Linked DNA regions of Sus scrofa: region 2 is linked to region 1. Evidence: chromatin contacts called from public Hi-C data. All regions are on one chromosome and are shown on one strand. The core of a region is the stretch at or near the end of the contact, and the rest is flanking DNA. Distances in the headings are between cores, read along the strand shown. Region 1 holds the start of ARIH2 (E3 ubiquitin-protein ligase ARIH2). Region 2 holds the start of QARS (glutamine--tRNA ligase).

The links. A called contact is a pair of places that touch in the nucleus more often than the background predicts.
Region 2: a contact with region 1 is called in a Hi-C map of liver, with 2.4 times the contacts expected there. The contact joins the promoter of QARS here to the promoter of ARIH2 in region 1. A contact is called at or near these places in 1 of 5 promoter capture datasets (fetal liver), 1 of 47 Hi-C or Micro-C datasets (liver) and 1 of 2 datasets of contacts at active chromatin or transcription factors (alveolar macrophages).

What each region holds. Positions count from the first base shown.
Region 1 is chr13:31,568,404-31,571,487 of Sscrofa11.1, forward strand. ARIH2 (E3 ubiquitin-protein ligase ARIH2) reads left to right here and starts at 1,623. Exons shown (of 16, transcript XM_003132197.6): 1 at 1,623-1,842. It overlaps ARIH2OS, which reads right to left and starts at 2,145. Exons shown (of 3, transcript XM_013981653.2): 1 at 2,061-2,145; 2 at 1,727-1,980; 3 at 1,362-1,725. The coding sequence starts at 2,145. The coding sequence ends at 1,423.
Region 2 is chr13:31,721,219-31,724,635 of Sscrofa11.1, forward strand. QARS (glutamine--tRNA ligase) reads right to left here and starts at 1,982. Exons shown (of 24, transcript XM_021070652.1): 1 at 1,825-1,982; 2 at 1,532-1,679; 3 at 1,052-1,161; 4 at 814-889; 5 at 519-583. The coding sequence starts at 1,941.

The sequences.
Region 1 (3,084 bases), core at 373-2,872:
CACACTTTTGCGTTACTAATATATAAAATTTATAATTTTTTTTTTTTGTCTTTTTGCCTTTTCTTGGGTCGCTTCCGTGGCATATGGAGGTTCCCAGGCTAGGGATCGAATCGGAGCTGTAGCCACTGGTCTACGCCAGAGCCACATCTGAGCCGCATCTGCAATCTACGCCACAGCTCACGGCAACGCCAGAACCTTAACCCACTGAGCGAGGCCAGGGGTCAAACCTGAAACCTCACGGTTCTTAGATTCGTTAACCACTGAGCCACTGGGGAACTCCTAGAAAATTCATAATCTTATGTTATTCACTCCTTACTATTAATTTTCACTTCAAATTAATTTGGGGCTTCTTTGTATTTGAATGCACTTGATTTGGATACATGCTGTGAGTTAAACTGGAACCTGAAAATCGTGTACAAGAAATATACCAATAGGAGTTCCCCCAGTGGCTCAGTGGTAAGGAACTGGATTAGTACCCATGAGGACACAGGTTCCAACCCTGGTCCTGGCGTCAGTGGGTTAATGATGCAGTGTTGCCATGAGCTGTGGTGTAGGTTGCAAACGCGGCTGGTTCGGATCTGGTGTTGCTGTGGCTGTTGGGTAGGCCACAGCTGCAGTATGATACCATCCCTAGCCTGAGAACTTCCATATGCTTCGAGTGCGGCCCTAAAAATACCACCCCCCCCAAAAAAAAAACCCGAAGCAGCTTTTCCATGCTGTCCAGCAGCAACCTGAGTGAGCCTACATGGTTCTATCTATCCATAATACTTGTTAAAGGTCATAGAAGGTACTGAATGTCATATTGGCACTTTCTATACTTCTTGAAGAAACTGTGCAGCAAGAAAGTTAAGATTCAGCCTTGGGTGAATGGGAGAAGTAGGCTGCGGAAAGGGAAAAGGAAGCTTGGTGTGGTCCTGCAGATCCGCGGCCACCAGGGGACGGCATCTGAATGTAGGCAGAAAATCCCGACCCGGTGCGCTGACCCGAAGACCCAGCTCTCCTTTGATCTTTGATCAGAGAGCGGATGGGAAATAGAAGTCCTTTATCCATTCCACGAACGTCAGGGTGTCTTCTCCGTGCCGGACACGGCTAACAAACGGTGAAGTGAGGAGTCCATCAGAAAAACTCGGGTTTAGGAGTTCCCGTCGTGGCACAGTGGTTAAAGAATCTGACTAGGAACCATGAGATTGCGGGTTCGATCCCTGGCCTTGCTCCGTGGGTTAAGGATCCGGCGTTGCTGTGAGCTCTGGTGTGGGTCGCAGACGTGGCTCGGATCCCATGTTGATGTGGCTCTGGCGTAGGCCGGTGGCTACAGCTCCGATTCGACCCCTAGCCTGGGAACCTCCATATGCCGCGGGAGAGACTCAAGAAAAGGCAAAAAGACCAAAAAAAAAAAAAGAAAGAAAGAAGAAAAACTCAGGTTTAGGGTATCCCGGCGGGCGGCGCTGGTAGGAGAAAGCAGGAAGAGATGCAGTGAGTGACCCCTCTCCAATAAGCCAAACCCTTTCCTCTGCTGCCCCTCGCAGCAGTCGGCGCCGGCAGTGCGCTGGGCACACTCTGGGTCGGAGCGCTAAGCTGCAGAGAAGCAACCGCGCAGAAGCGTTATCACCCAGCGCCAGTCACGACCCGGGCGACCGTGGGGCGACCTCAGGCCGGAAGTGACGCAACTGCTCCGAACACTTCCGGAGCTGCGAAGAAGGCTCCGCCAGAGGAAGCAGCGCGGGCCTTGACCGGCGTTGGCTCGCCGCCTCCGCCGCCGCCGCGCCTGTGTCCGGTTCCTCAGGCCTGGCCCGACCCAGTTTGGTCCGCCCGGGCTCAGCGGCCCCGGGGCCGCGGCTCCCGGTGAGTGCGCATTGCGAGTCGCGGCCTTGTTTACCCGAGCGGGCCGGGGGAGGGGGGGTGGGCTCTCCTCGCGCCTCCCTAGCCAGGCCGGGGCTCCGCCTTCGTCGCTGCCCGCGAGGTCCCGGCGCCCCCCGCAGCCTTTTCACTGTCTCAGCGCCCTCTGCTACCCGCCGAGGGGCGGCTAAAAACCGTAGTCTGAGCGGACTAGCGCCTGGCGCTTCTCCGTTTTTCCTCTTCTAGCCGCTTGCTCTGCTCGCGTAAAGGTCGGAGGCCGGCGCCTCTCACCGACTGGCGCCGGCGCATCTGGGCCCTCTCCGCCGGCCACACCAGGGAGACTCACTGCCTCCGGAGTTTCCCATTCGAGTCATCACTGGGAACTCTCGCAATGCCTCCCGCGCGGCTAGTTAACGCCCGCCAGTGAAGGCTCCCCAGCGCGTGGGCTCCGTGTCCTCGCGGATATCCCGGCCCTTCGGACACGATATGCAGCCCAGGAACTGCGCCGCCGCCTCGGGGGACCCTGCTGTGCTAGCCGCGGGAGAGGCTACTGTGTTCTCGGATGACTTCACCTCAGTACTGATTGTTACCCTGTCCCATAGAACTTTCTCTCACAATGCGTATATTCTGTACCTTTGAGTAACCCTTGACCACTAGCCACCCGTAGCCCTTGAGCATTTGATTTATGGATAGTGCGACTGAACAGCCAAATGTTAAATTTTGTTTAATTTTTAAGTTAAATAACCGTGTGTTGTTAGTGACTACCGTATTACCTTGCGGATTTAATGTAGGGTTTTGAAACTAAGTTGCTGATTCATATTTTTTTACTAGGTTTTCTTCGGAGATGTAGATTTAGTAAATGACTATTTAGCGCTAAATATTATATCTGTAGTTAAACATCGTTAGATCCACCAAAATGTTTTTGTTTTGCTCATGTCAACTTTAAACTGAGAAGTCTTCCGTTTCAATTCTTTAGCACGGAGTGGATGTCAGGTCTTCTGAACACGTGACTTTGGGGGTGGAGTGGGAAGTAGTTTCAGTTATTCCTTTTCTGTTTGGGATGTAGGGATAGTATTTAACATCCAGAGGAAATCAAACCGTTATCATCTGTTCTGTAATAAGGCAATAACGTACTGGTCTCCTTAAGCAGTGTCAGTATTCTTTCAAGTAGAATAAAGTTTATTTAACTTTGAAAAGGTAACAAAAATTAAGATTTTATTTAAGTCTAGACTTAGAACACTCAGTAAG
Region 2 (3,417 bases), core at 732-3,231, 150 kb after region 1:
CTGTGACTAACCCTACCACCTCCCTAAGGACTTTCTGGCCTATTTACCAGCTCCACTTTGGAAAAAACTACCTAACTCATCCCACCTCTGCTCCTCACATGGTTCTACTGGCCTCAAATGTTCTTTCCCTCCTGAAAGTCCATACTGGACTCAAGTAAGAAAAACACCACTTATAGAGAGGAACTGTGGGCCTGGCATCCAGATAAGCCATCTACCTCAGTCATCACCCTCTTGTTATTCTCTGCCAACATCTTGAGATGGAGGCCCCATCACCATTATTTACAAGATGAGGAACCTGAGGTTCAGAGTAAAGCAACTCACCCCAAACTAGACACAACCCAGAGAGCCAAGTCTTTCACTGCCCACCCAAGTGCTGCCCCCTCTACCCCAGGCTCTACTATCCACTATCAGAAAAGGAATAGGCTCTCTTCCCTTCTCACTCCCATTTATCTCTCAGTGGATGCTAGACACTGTCTCTAGAAGGGCCTCCACCTGCTTCAGCTCAAGGAAGCACCCACCTGCATGTCTACTTCATGCTTGATCATTTTGCCATCTGCCCACTTGAGCGCAGCCCGAGCCTCTCCTAGAAACATGGGCATAAGAAGCTGCTGAAAGGAAAAGGAGGACACTTCCCACCCTGTTTCTCAAGAAAAGGACCTGGCTGACCTCAGAAACTAGAGCCTGGGCCCAGCCAGACCTCTTTTAAGATGCTCCGACTCTCCCTTCCACCTCCCTCTCACTCATGCCCAGAAGAGAAGGCATGACCAGTGATAACAACATAGTCTGTAGTCCCCTGCCCCAGGTCCTGCTCACCCATCAGCAGCCCCATGTTGAAGTGGTAACGCTCTACAAGGAGCTTGGATCGGTGATGATTTATGGCAGCCTCCACCTACAGAAAGCCAAACCATGAGCTTCAGACATGCTCTAGGGACTGATCCCCTCACCCTGGGACTTTCTGGTTGGTAAAGCAGGGCCACTCCTTTCCAGTATTAAGTACTGAAAGCCACTCCTTAGAATTAAGGAGGCAGCTGACACCTAAGAAAAGACTCACAGCCTCCTCAATCTGCTCTGGAGTCACAATGACGCCCACACCACATTCCTGCTCAAAGTCCATGGTGTTGATTGGGTCCAGGGGATGACTTCGCACATACTCAAGGGCAGCTGAAAAAGGAAAGCCAAGGAGTTTGTGGCATCTCAGCTCCAAGAAGTAGGAAGACAGGGCCCTAATCCTATCCATGAAACCCCAATTAGTTTGACTTCCTGGAAAAGTAAGTCTTGCACTTCACTAGAGAAGCCCTAAGGCCACAGGAAAGAAGCATGTGTTGTGAGGGAAACTCCCTCAGACCTACACAGTTCTCCAGTGGGTCTCACCCAGAGGTGGCCCTCTCCGTCAGTGCCAGGGCCTAAGTTTAGAGAAGAATGCAGAACTAGTAATCTAGAGTGACACTGTGGGTCTTGTCAGAATGGTTAGATAGGGATCTTGGCTGAGAGGAGGAGCTGGAGGTGGAAGCAAGACAGGCAAGGGTCTCACCGCTCAGCTGAGTCTCAGTATGGATCTTCCTACTAGCTATGTAGCTCACGAGGAAAGACAGTCGACGAGGATCCCGCAGTCGCGAGGCCAAGCCATAGAGCAGGGTCCCGGTAGCTTTGTCGATGGTGGAGCCCAGAGTCTGCTGTGCCTAGGGTCAGAGGGGTCAGGAGATAAGCCTCACTTCCAGTAAGAAAAGCAAGAGTGAGACAAGATGGGTGGGTCGGGGTCTGGACCCGGCCCGGAGTTGCCTTGGGGCACAGTCGGCAGCCGGGGCCAAGGACGTAGGTTTGCACCTGGGTCGCCGCCTCGCGCAGCTGCGCGCTCAGAGCCGTGTTCTTGAGCGTCTCTCGCGCTTTGTGCTCGCTCAGGCCGAGGCCGGTGAAGAGCGACAAGGAGTCTAGAGCCGCCATTGCTGGGACGCCGGAAGCCAAAAAGAAACTTTGGGGCCAATCTGCCCCGGAGTTAGCTCACTGACCAATAGGAGTGAGATGCCGTCAGCGAAAGCCAATGGTATCCTTCCTTGGAGGGAAGGGGCGGGGATCTCCAGGATCGTCAGTGACATTTAAAGGGCAGAGGGCGGCCTCTCCCGCCGCTTTACTTCCGTCTTCGTGCTTCAGGTCTCTAAAAGGGATAGTGAGCGGCGGTACTTTAGAGGTGATTTGTTCCAAACCTGGAGCGAAGGTGTTCAGCACCAGGGCAGGAGGCAGACATAATCATGGTAATTTTACTCTTCATCTTTTCTCCTTCAGCCCCGGAAAACTTGGGACCATCCCAGTTTTGTTTTTGGAAACAAATGTCAATGTAGGTCGTGTTTCTGACGTCACACTTTGGAGTTGTCACGGAAACAGCTGAACAAAATGAAGCCCGGGAAATCCGGTCAAGACTCCAGAACAGACGTCTGAAATGGCACATGGATGCGCCCCAAAAGTCTTGGCACTTTTCCAGCTCCACCTGCACGCGCGCACGCACACACACACACACACACCCACACACACACACCCCTAACCAGGAAAGGGAAGGTTTGGGGCCAGGAAGGACCTTGCATGACTTCTGTGATGATTTGGCTTAAAATCTCCTGCCATACTTACTTTTTTTTTTTTTTTGGTCTGTTTTAGGATCGCACCCGCGGCATACGGAGGTTCCCAGGCTAGGGGTCAAATCGGAGCTGTATCTGCGTGTACGCCAAAGCCACTGCAACGTGGGATCCGAGCCACATCTGCAATCTACACCACAGCTCACAGCAAGGCCAGATCCTTAACCCGCTGAGCTGGGTCAGGGCTTGAGCCCATGTCCTCATGAATGCTAGTCGGGTTCGTTAACCACTGAGCCACTATGGGAACCCCCATACTTACTCTTCTTACCGAAGCATGCAAATATAGGAAAACCACAAGCAGATTAGACCTTAAAATCCATATGCAAGTACTTGACAGGATATTTTATTCAATAGTGTGGGACAGAGAAGGTAGAATAGTTATGATGATATGCTTGGGGATCTCCCTAGTCTCTCTTTGGCCCTTAAGGGCCTGCTGGGTGGGAATCATCAGGCTAAAACTGAATGTACAACCTGTGTTTTTGTTTTTATTTTTTTTTTTTAGGGCTGCACCCATGCCATATGTAATTTCCCAGGCTAGGGGTGGAATCAGAGCTGTAGATGCTGGCCTACGCCACGGCCACAGCCACAACGATCCCAGCCACCTGGGATCGTAGGTGCATCTGCAACCCACACCACAGCCCATGGTAACGCTGGATCCTTAACCAACTGAGCTGGGCCGGGGGTCAAACCCACATCCTCATGGATAAGTCAGGCTCATTACCAATGAGCCACAATGAGAAGTCCCCAATCTATTTTCTTATAGAACTGGAGCTGTTGATGGTGGGATGGTAAG